Linked DNA regions of Macaca mulatta: region 2 is linked to region 1. The links are chromatin contacts, called in public Hi-C maps. All regions are on one chromosome and are shown on one strand. The core of a region is the stretch at or near the end of the contact, and the rest is flanking DNA. Distances in the headings are between cores, read along the strand shown. Region 1 has its middle 33 kb from the start of PARP11. Region 2 has its middle 190 kb from the start of PARP11.

Region 1 (5,425 bases), core at 2,008-4,507:
TATATGTTATTATATGACCAGCAGGCAGGTAAAGTATATGCAGTGTGGATATGCTGGACAAAGGCATGATTCATGGCCCCAGGCAGGATGGAGTACAATGGCATGAGATTTTATCACACTACACAGTACAGTATGCAACTTAAAAGTTATTCATTGTTCATTTCCGGAATTTTCCATTTCATATTTTCAGACTGCAGCTGACTTCTGGTAACTGAAATTGTGGTAAGTGAAACCAGGAAAGTGAAACTAAAATAAACTAACAAATTACTAGAGAAACCCACATGTAGAATGTTGATTTTTAAAACCAAATTGTGCTTATCAATAGCACTCATATGCTCATAGGAAGAAAAACTATTAGTAGTAACAAAATACAGTAGCAATAAGACAAATATGTCTTATTTGGGTGACAAAAGAAGAATGTGGGAGGATCTGTGGAGGGTTCCCCACTTTTAACAAAAGTCGGCCTGCTCTGCTGAAATTAAGCAAAATCACACGGGTGATTTCAAAGAAAACCCATTTCTTACAAAGAAATGAGATAATGATATAACAAACCAAGTATATAAGACATTCATTAATGCCTTTATAATTCTCACAAACACACAAATAATCCAATAGCAAATTCTGATGTATGTGTGACGGAGGAGGGAAAATTCATAGTAGGAGCAAAGAATTATCTCTGGTCCATGCTCATGCAACCACCATCATGAATTCAACAAATATTTATTGAGTGCCTACTATGTGTCAGGCTCTGTTCTCTAGTTGAAGATACTATAGGAAAAATAACAGAGAAAAATCCCTGTCCATATGGAGCTTACAATATAGTGAAAGATTTAAAACTCTGAGTAAGACACATACTTGGGTGGCTAAAGGGTTTGTTATGGAAAATTTAAGGACTGATAACAAAAATGGAGCATATAGTTACATAAAGATATACACAGATATAAATACAAAATGAAGGCTGCTGATGACAGAGAGTGAAACTGAATATATAAGCAGAGAGTGCATTCTCATTATTCTAAATTATTTTTGCTAAAATCAAATACAAGTAATTACTTTCCTCTAATGTGGCTTGATGAGAGTATTATATGTATGAGTCAAAAATACTAAGATGATGACTATTGTTATATGATGCACAAGAAGGAATCATAATGTGCAACCAACAAATCCAGACTAACAGACTAGTTTCTACTGGATAAAAACTTAACTTGAAAACTTAGGGAAATGTACTGATAAACTTTCTAACTTATCTGGAAATATATTACAGAAATGAGAGGGGAAGAATACTGATTATAGGAAATTATTGCAAATATGGAAATTAGGGGTCATTAAAGTAAATTTACGCAGTTATCTCAGCATGGGGTAGTTTCGTATGTTTCATATACAATTATGCATTGCATAAAAGCTTTCAGTCAACCATGGATTGCATATACAACAGAAAGATTATAATACTTTATTTTACTGTACCTTTTCTATGTTTAGATACATAAATACTTTCCATTGTGTTACAAATGCCTACAGTACTCAGTACAATAATATGCTGTACAGATTTCTAGGTTAAGAGCAATAGACTATTCCATATAGCCTTAGGTGTGTAGTAGGCTTATAAAAGTTCACTCTATGATGTTCGCACAATGAAAAAATTACCCAACAACCAATTTCTCAGAACGTATCCCCATTGTTAAGAGGCGCATGACTGTATTTAGTCCAACAACCTGCTGAAATATGATTCTGTCATTTTTCCAGTCAACTCCTAAGTTGTAAATACCGTACATCTGCCATCTTACCAGGCAGTTTCAACCATAACAACAGAAGAATACTCTTGGCAAATAGATCCCACTCTCTGAGGGTTGTGTTGGGGCTCAGAAAATGCTACCCAGAAGTATGACACTTTGGCATGCTGAGTACTTCGAACTAAAAGAGATTGGAAGGCCTCAGCAGCAGCCTCGGAAGCAAAGTCTCCCTCTGATCTTCTCTTACCCTTCTGTCTCCTGCCCATCTTTCGCCCCTGAAGTGAGTCACAGAAACCAGAATTCTTCTTCCCCAAGGTGAGTGATAGAAACTAGAATCCCTCTCCTACAAAGCAAGCCATAAAAACTGGAACTATTACTGTAACCTTTCCCTGCCCTTCTCTGTAGGAACTGGCCATAAAGAAATTCTCTAACCTACCTTGCCTGATAGCAGGTCGCTAAGACCCTCATTCCAGAAGGGTCCTTCCTCCTCTGTAGGAGGAAGAAATGATACACAGAGAGGTCAAGAAGAATCTGAACAAACAGGCCTTGCTGGGTTTCCTCCCTCAGTTTATTAACATGAGAGTATATCCTTTGTCCGCTCACATTTTTATACAGTTGTCTATGCCTCATGGGTCCTACGCATAAAAACAGAGATCTCCCTGGTCTCTGAAGTGCCGGGTGGCGTAAAACTTTGATTAGATCTGCTATGCTTTACCTTGTTAACCTATCTTCTGTTTCAAGGAGCGGTGGCTGTGATCCTTACAATGGGTGGTAAGGAAAGGTATTACACTTTTCCGTCCCTACGTTGCACTTTAAATAAATAAATGTATAAAAGCAAAGTAGACAAAAATACATGAAGTCACAATGAAAATACCAGAGTCAACCAAGGAAGAAGGCAGACTTGCAGTTGAAATGTCCCAGATCATCACTTTGTCCACTGAACGAAAACATCTAAGAACATAACAGTCCATACTCCAAGTTTTAAACGGCTGTCCACCAAGAAGGGAAAAGAAGAACTGACGGCTCCTCTTAGGCCCATTCAAGACAAGGGGGTCGAATTCCCTTGCTTTAGACGGATGGGACTGGCAGGTAAACCTGAGGCAAATGACTGACTACAGGTTCCAAGGCCAGTTACTCCAATTAGAAAGCAAAACACAAAGTTTCAAAAAACAGTGAAGAGAGTCGGGAGGCTGAGGCACGAGAATCGCTTGAACCCGGGAGACGGAGGTTGCGGTGAGCCGAGATCGCGCCACTGCACTCCAGCCTGGGCGACAGTGCGAGACTCCGTCTCAAAAACAACAACAACAACAAAAAACGGTGAAGGCATGAGGCTGAAACATCACAGGAAGTAAAATAAATAACTGTGACAAGAAAACAATAACGCATTGGAGAATCCACCGAGGCACTTCCACTGCTGAAAAAGGTAGAGGTTGCAGAAGCCAAAAGGCCCTGGCACTCCGGTCCCGGAACTCAACACCCGGACTGAAGCCAGCGCGGGGAAGCAGTTCCGGTGGCCCCTTCCCGCCCCTCGCTCATCAACCCCGCCCACTGGGCCCGCCCCGTCCCGCCCGGCTACTCACCGGATTCGCTTCCCACATAACAGTGACAAAATCGAGCGGAGAGAGGCTGTGGGAAGGGGCTAGCCGCGGGGCCTGGTGTTGGATTTTTTTTTTTTTCCGCGGGTCCCCGGGAGCGAAGGGACGGAGAGGAAACCTTTACGAAGGCCTTCCTTCTCCCCCTCCCTGTCACAAGCCAGCGTTTACAGACCACCCAACCTCCCGACTTCCGCCCGACGCTGGCCAATCAGAGCTGTCCCCGCCCCACTCCCACAAGCTCACCCCGCCCCTGCACGCTTATCCGTACGCGCGCGGGCGGTCGTCCTGGGCGGGGCTTGCGAGTATCTGTCTTATGAAGGAGTTTAAAGGGTTTCTGGTCCAACTACAGCACCCAGTGATCTTAAAGCCACGGCTGGCTGTATTTCTTTCCTATGAAACAGATTTTTATTGATCACCGTGTAACGGCCAAGAGTCACACAGGCCTGGCGATGGCATTTGGGGGAAACTTCATGATCTTTCAATATCTTCATCCTCAAAATGGAGATGGTAGTAGTATCTCCCTAAGAGTGAGATTATTGAAAGCATTTAGCACAGTATTTGGTACACAGAGTTCAATAAGTGAAGGTTATTTGCTCACAAGGGAACCTTTACATACGGTCCCTGCCCTCACGAATTTTATAATCTAGAAGAGAAAGCAAAAAGTAAGTAATTTAGAAAAGTTAAAAAGTGCAATATGATTTATAGGTAATCTGGTGAATAGAGAGTTCTATCCGAGCATATTTACCTAGGGTAGAGTGTCAAGAAGTTTAAAACCATGAGGATGTATTCCTACTGATGTAAAAAGAGCTAACAGAGTGAAATAATCTTCCATGCAATAAAGGATCTACCCCATAGAAAATGAAAACAAAACAGCTCATTATAGATCCTTCTGGACTTTTCTATGCCTCTACACATTGAAAAAATAAATATGATCAAAGAATACCTATAGATTTAGAACCTGATTTTTTTTCACTTTAAAGATTATGTGGATATCCTTCCATTCCATTAAGTTTAAATCTATTTCATCATTTATTTATTTATTTATTTATTTACGCAGAACCTCCCTCTGTTGCCCAGACTGGAGTGCAGTGGCGCCATCTTGGCTCACTGCAACCTCCGCCTCCCGAGTTCAAGCGATTCCTGTGCCTCAGGCTCCTGAGTAGCTGGGATTACAGGCGTGCGCCACCACGTCCAGCTAATTTTTGTATTTTTAGTAAAGACGGGTTTTTGCCATGTTGGCAAGGCCGGTCTCGAACTCCTGACCCCAGGTGATCTACCTGCCTGGGCCTCCCAAAGTGCTGGGATTACAAGTGTGAGCCATCTTGCACCTGGCCATATTTTAAAGCAGACTTATGGCATTCCATAATTTCTGTGTATACTATGTACACACAAATACACACACACATTTGAAATAATCTACTGAGTATACATTTGTGTGGTTTTCTATTTTTCACTATTCCAAAAAAAGTGCTTCAACAGGCATTTCTTCACATTTGTCCATTTACTTCCTTGGAATTAACTCTTGGAAATAAGATCGTTTAATAAGAGATTATTTTTGCCAAATGGTTAACTAATTGCCCCCATGTCATTTATTGAATAATCCATTCTTTCCTCACTACTTTGAAGTGCCACTGTTAATTACAACCTAAATTTGCATATACATATACATAGGTATACATACACGTATATATCTGTTTCTGAACATTCTCCTCTATTAATTATCTGCTTATTCCTAAAATATGCTGCAGTTATAATCATTACATCTTTAACATATTTGCCTTTTCATAAAGGAACCTCTCTCCTAATTCTCTTCTTTTTCAAAATTTTCAATATCATGAGTCTTTCCATTCAGAAATACTTGTTTTCTATATCTTTAGATGCATTAAAAAAAATTTTTTTCAGATCTGCATCAGAATCTGTAAAAAAAAAAAATCACATAGGTTTGCATAATCCTTGGGAAGTTTGTTCTTAGATATTTTCTAGTTTTTTGGTGAATGAGATATTTCTCATTGATATAATTTAGGAAAGCTGTTGATTTTTGTTTATTTACCTTGTGTCCTACCACAATATGAAAAAAATGTCTTATTAGTTCTAACAGCT
Region 2 (5,399 bases), core at 1,210-3,709, 150 kb after region 1:
ACCCGTAAGGCTGAAGGCAGGCCAGCTTCTGAATCACAGCTGAGGGGATAATACCTAGAAAAGTTTCTTGCCATGAGTAAAGCTTCCCTGCCTTAGCATCTTCCTTTAGAGAGAACTATGATCGGCACCCAGATCACACTGGTAATTCAAATAAACAGTAGTATAAATTTTAATTATTTATTTATTTATTAGACAGAGTTTCGCTCTTGTCGCCCAGGCTGGAGTGCAGTGGGACGATCTCGACTCACTGCAGCCTCTGCCTCTCGGGTTCAAGTGATTCTCTTGCCTCAACCTCCCAAGTAGCTGGGATTACAGGTATGCGCCACCACGCCCGGCTAATTTTGTATTTTTAGTAGAGATGGTGTTTCTCCATGTTGGTCAGGCTGGTCTCAAACTCCTGATCTCAGGTGATCTGCCCGCCTCAGCCTCCCAAAGTGCCCGGATTACAGGTGTAACAGCCTAACTGCAGTATAAATTTTAAAAGAAATTTAATTTTTGGCCAGGTTTGGGGATGCATTTTTTAGTCCAATAAAAAATGCAGGCAGCTGGGCATGGTGGCTCACACGTGCAATGCCTGCACTGTGGGAGACTGAGGTGGGAGGATCACTTGAGCCCAGGAGTTCGAGGTCAGCCTGGACAACACGGCAAAACCTCGTGTCTAGAAAAAAATACAAAAATTAGCCAGGTGTGGTGGGGTGCACCCGTAGTCCCAGCTACTCGGGAGGCTGAGGTGGGAATATCACTTGTGTCCAGGGAGGTCGAGGCTGCAGTGAGCCATGATGGTGACCACCACTCCAGCCTGGGCAACAAAAAAAAAAGTATGTGTGCATGTATATACATTTACACACACACATATGGTAGGTATACATCTATATATACATATATATGGTAGGCTAAGCCTACCACATATCAGAACAGACACCAAAATAAACAAAATATCATAAAAGATGACCAAAGTTTTTAGCTAAATGGACACTTTGGATACTGCTCCATGGTAGAAAAGGCCGTACTGTGTAGCTACTGTTCTCTGGGTTCTGGAAGGGAAATCTCTTGCTTACGATTGTGCTGCTTAGCTTATAACAGGTGCACCATAAATATTTGTTGAATGAATAAATGAATGGAACTTTCCTTGGTATGTAAAGAGTCCTGAAGGGCAGGGGCAAAACCACAGCATCGAAAGTGCTAAAGCCATCTGTTCTAGCAATTTATTTGCTATTTCTTGGAAGGCTATTATTTTATAATCCAATTTCCTGACAGAAGCAGAAGACCAGAGAGAGAGAGTCTAACACCTTTGGCTATTTGAACCTAGGTAAGTTATCTAACTTCTGTGAACTTCCACAACCTTATCTGTTAAATGGGTATGATAATTCTTTACTTACCTGGGGATAATTTAACTGTCCTGAGGACGGGGTACAAAACAGAAGAGGCCTCTGTTCTTTCTAGTGGAAGAGATAGCAAGCAAATAAAATTAGAAAATTACAGCTTTGAATATAGGTATGGCGGAAAACCGCAGGGTGCCACGTGGGAGTAGCATGGGATCTCATTCAGATTGGGGCACAGGGAGGGTTCCACTAGTAAAGTGCCATTCATGCGGAGACCTGAAGGATGAGTTAGGAACTGGCCAAGAGACAGGGAAGGGAACAGCACGCGCAAAGGCCTGAGGCGGGAACAAGCTGGGGGAGAGCGGTAGTAATTTCAAGCAGCCCGGAAAGACCACTGGGGTAAAGCTGGATGGAGAGGGACAGAGATTCTCAGAGGTTCTAAGGAGAGGAATGACATAATGCCGTCCACACGTTGAGAAAAGCACTTGCGCTGCTGCGTGGAAAGTTTTTGGGGGCTGACGTATAAGAACTGGATCTCAGTTCTTCCAAGAACCTGAAGCTTAGCACCAAGAACTTTAACGATCGGGCTCAAATCTCTCATTTGAAACACGAGAACAAAACCAAAAACACAAGAACTACAATTGTGAGGAGCCTTGGCCAGGATCGCACGTTAATCTGGTTGTCACGTAGTTGTGAACTGGGGTCTCTGACTCCTCTTTCGCGATTTATGAGCCCGTGCCCCCTCCCACCCCACGCTGCCTTCTGCAATGGTGGGGTAGCCAGGAGATGACTGCTGGGAGTCGGAGTCTCGAGGCAGGCGAGGGTGGCTCGCAGGCCAGGCTCCCGCGGTCCGGGGAAGATGCGCACCAATGCGCCTCCACGCCCGGGCCCAGGCCGAGCGCCTCTCCGCACCGCGCACATTCCGGGGAGGAACCTCGGGGCTCAAAGGGCCTGCGGCGTAGGTGCCTCGGCCCTTTCCTTGGCGTTCCCTCCCAGGCCCCGCTCGCCGAAACCCACAGCCTGAACCTCCCGCCCGCCGCGCCCCCGCCCAGGGCCAGGAAACGAGCAGGGACAGCTCCCCGCCCGCGCCTCCCCGCGCCCGGCGGCCCGGCTAGCAACCCGGCGGCGCGGCGCTGCGATTGGCTGCGCGCGGGAGAAGCGGGGCGGCGCTGCTCCAATCGCCGTCCGCGCCGGGAGGCCGCGCCGCCAGGGGGCCGCGGACGCGTGCTCGCATGCCTGTGGTATTTGCTCAGAGGGGCATGACCACTTCGGGCAAGTCTTTAAATGTGAGTCAGCTTTCGGCCGATCCCTGGGAAAAATTCCTTTGGTGTTGTCAGGCAGGGTTCGCTAGCTGCAGCATTTTTTTTTTTTTTTAACAATTCAAAAGGGATAATCCCGCTGAATGGGGAAAGGCATTCGGACCCCGTCCCCCGCTTCCCGGAGGAGAGGCCGTGGGCAGTGCCAGGGGCCAGGTCTCCCTGACTCCGGGCGGCCCCGTAGGGCAGGTTTTCTGGAGGGTCAGGGCACCTGCCCTTTCGTCCCCGCGCCCTCTCCCCAACTTCAGCAGGGCACAAAGGGCCCGGGGGCGCGTAGACTGCGGGGCGAGCAGTGCCCCCTGGAGTTGTGCGCCGCATCTCCCCGATGTTGGGCATGCCCAGTCCCGGCCTCCCTTTCTCCCCTCTCTCCGCGCTTCTGGTCCTGGACCCGGTCTGGGGAAGCCGTGAGGTCCTAGGTCATCTCTCCACCTCCCTAAGCTTCAGTTTCCTCATTGGCGAAGGGAAAGGCGGACAGTAGAGGAAGAGAACTGGCCTGGGAGTGTGGAAACGGCGTATTCCCCCAGCTTAGTCTTACTAGCATTCTTGGGCAAGCCCCATCTGCACTCCCGGCCTCAGTTTCCCCATCTGTAAAATAAGGGAGTCGATCTGGAAGAATCCCTGAGTGTAGTGACATCAGGCGATCGCGGTACCCCTTCCTGGGGCCTGTGGGCTCGGGGTGGATAAAGCCCTGTTACTTGCCCGCCTGCTCCAGCACGACTCCATAGCTGCTCCCCCAGGCCACCCAGCTTCACCCCCCCAACGTCATCTTAGAGACGTTCAGTAGGCAGGATTGGGAACATCAAGGGGAAAGAAGACCAAAAAAGGCCGAGGGCTGAGGGAAATGAGTTGGGACTGGAGGGATTTACGTGCAATTTGATTTTAAATGAACATCTTGTGCAAAAGAAGAGGCTATTTGGCACCTGTTACTGGTGAGTTAATAGCTTAGGCACTCTTGGTAATGGGGATACAATACTGTGAAGACCAGATTAGCCGATTGTGGCAGCAAATTATAAGAATTGACCGGAGGCCGGGTGCCCTAGCGCTTTGGGAGGCCGAGGTGGGTGGACTACCTGAGGTCAGGAGTTCGAGACCAGCTTGGCCGACATGGTGAAATCCCGTCTCTCCTAAGAATAGAAGAAAATTAGCCGGGCGTGGTGGCAACTGCCTGTAATCCCAGCTACTCGGGAAGCTGAGGCAGGAGAATCGCTTGAACCTGGGAGGCGGAGGTTGCAGTGAGCCGAGGTTGCGCCATTGCACTCCAGCCTGGGTGACAATAGTGAGACTCCGTCTTAAAAAAAAAAAAAAAAAAAGAGTTGACCGAAAAGATGCTGTAGAATCTCTGCTTGGGAATCTTTGAAAGATAAGGCAGGCACCACCCTCCCTCCTTTGAAGGGCTTTGAAATCCAGTCAGAGTGAAACTCTGAATCAAGAGAACATTGAAACACTGGCTACTTGTGTGTGTGAAAAGTGTGGTTTGGTGAAAAAGAGCATTGCACTGTGCTGCTAACACAGGGGTGTGACCTTGGGCAAGTCACTTGCCTATTCTGTCTCCTTTTCATCTGCATCAGGATGAGGGATTAAGCTAATTGACCTCTTAAAATCCCTTACAGCTCTGACACTCCACGATGAAATGGAATAATGTGTGAGTAACTGCTTTGAAAAATGCATAGCGCTAGGGGTCTTTTTGTTGTTATTTTTATATAGATAAAGGTGACCTGAGAGTTCATTAAACTCTGAGTCTGGCTGTAAATCAGGCCATCCACAGCCTACCAGCTGAGACTGCAACAGGGCATTTGTTTGGCGACAGGGTTTCTCTGGCGTGTGAATCAGTATTATTTATTCTGTTTGTACTGTCAGTTCCTGCCCTGGTTTTGTAGCCTGAGCCAGCCACTCTTCGCACTCTGCCTTGGTTTCTCCACCTCAGCTTGCCTTTTCCAACTTCTTGTGATTCAGATGAATCATGTTATGCCTTTGCCAAGCTTGGATCCCCTGGAAACAGGACTGCAAATTTGGAGGAAGAAAAATGAGAACCAGATTGGTTTGCCACAACTAACTTTGACCATTCTCCTTTTCCCTTCTCTGTGATCTTCCAATTGTACGAGGGGCTCTGGGATGTAAGGAGATGGGGAGGGGGAATAGGCTGAAGATTGAGAAAGAAAAAGGCAGGTGTCAATCATAAAGGAAAGGATTTAAAAATGTATTCCCACCAATTCAGATATAGGGAAAGATATCTAAGCCTTGAGGAGGGTCAGATGATCCTTACGCACTGTGCAAAAAAGAATTCCCAGACTGCGGCAACCTGGTGCAGAGTTTCGTTGTGCTTGGGCAGGTCCGGGTACTCTTCAGAGAGGGGTGATATCCGGGACATTTCTTCAGAAGAAAGAGCAGTTTTCTTGTAGTGAGAAGTGCATCTAGCCTGTGGGTAGGGCCTGAGCAAGGCAGAGCGTGAGACTGTGTTGGGGCTTGGGTCTCCTAGGAAAGGCCAGTCGCCAGCTGTGTTGTGAGCTCAGGTGAAGACGGCAGAACTGGAGCTGGAAGGCAGAGTTATAAATGGTTTTATCTGTCCTCTGAAGAACTTTGGACTTTATATTTTGTAGGAAATGGACAATTGTGACAGTCTTTTGAATAGGTGGGAGAGCTCAGAGGTAAGAACATTGTTTTTCAAACTTCAGGTTATACAGGGAAATTCAGGTCATGACTGACATTAAAAAAAAATAGAATGGGGCCGGGCGCGGTGGCTCAAGCCTGTAATCCCAGCACT

Evidence for each region. Hi-C and Micro-C count contacts between places; a contact is called where the count stands out from the background.
Region 2: a contact with region 1 is called in a Hi-C map of round spermatid, with 3 times the contacts expected there. The contact joins two enhancer-like sites. A contact is called at or near these places in 6 of 14 Hi-C or Micro-C datasets (cortical neurons, fetal cortex germinal zone, fetal cortical plate and 3 more).

Annotation. Positions count from the first base shown.
Region 1 is chr11:4,765,889-4,771,313 of T2T-MMU8v2.0, forward strand. No RefSeq gene overlaps it. Among named protein-coding and RNA genes, the nearest start is that of PARP11, 33 kb to the left of the region's middle. Within about 2 kb of position 3,258, at least 37 of the 40 cell types and tissues checked have an H3K27ac peak or open chromatin away from gene starts, as enhancers often do.
Region 2 is chr11:4,918,757-4,924,155 of T2T-MMU8v2.0, forward strand. No RefSeq gene overlaps it. Among named protein-coding and RNA genes, the nearest start is that of PARP11, 190 kb to the left of the region's middle. Within about 2 kb of position 2,460, at least 20 of the 40 cell types and tissues checked have an H3K27ac peak or open chromatin away from gene starts, as enhancers often do.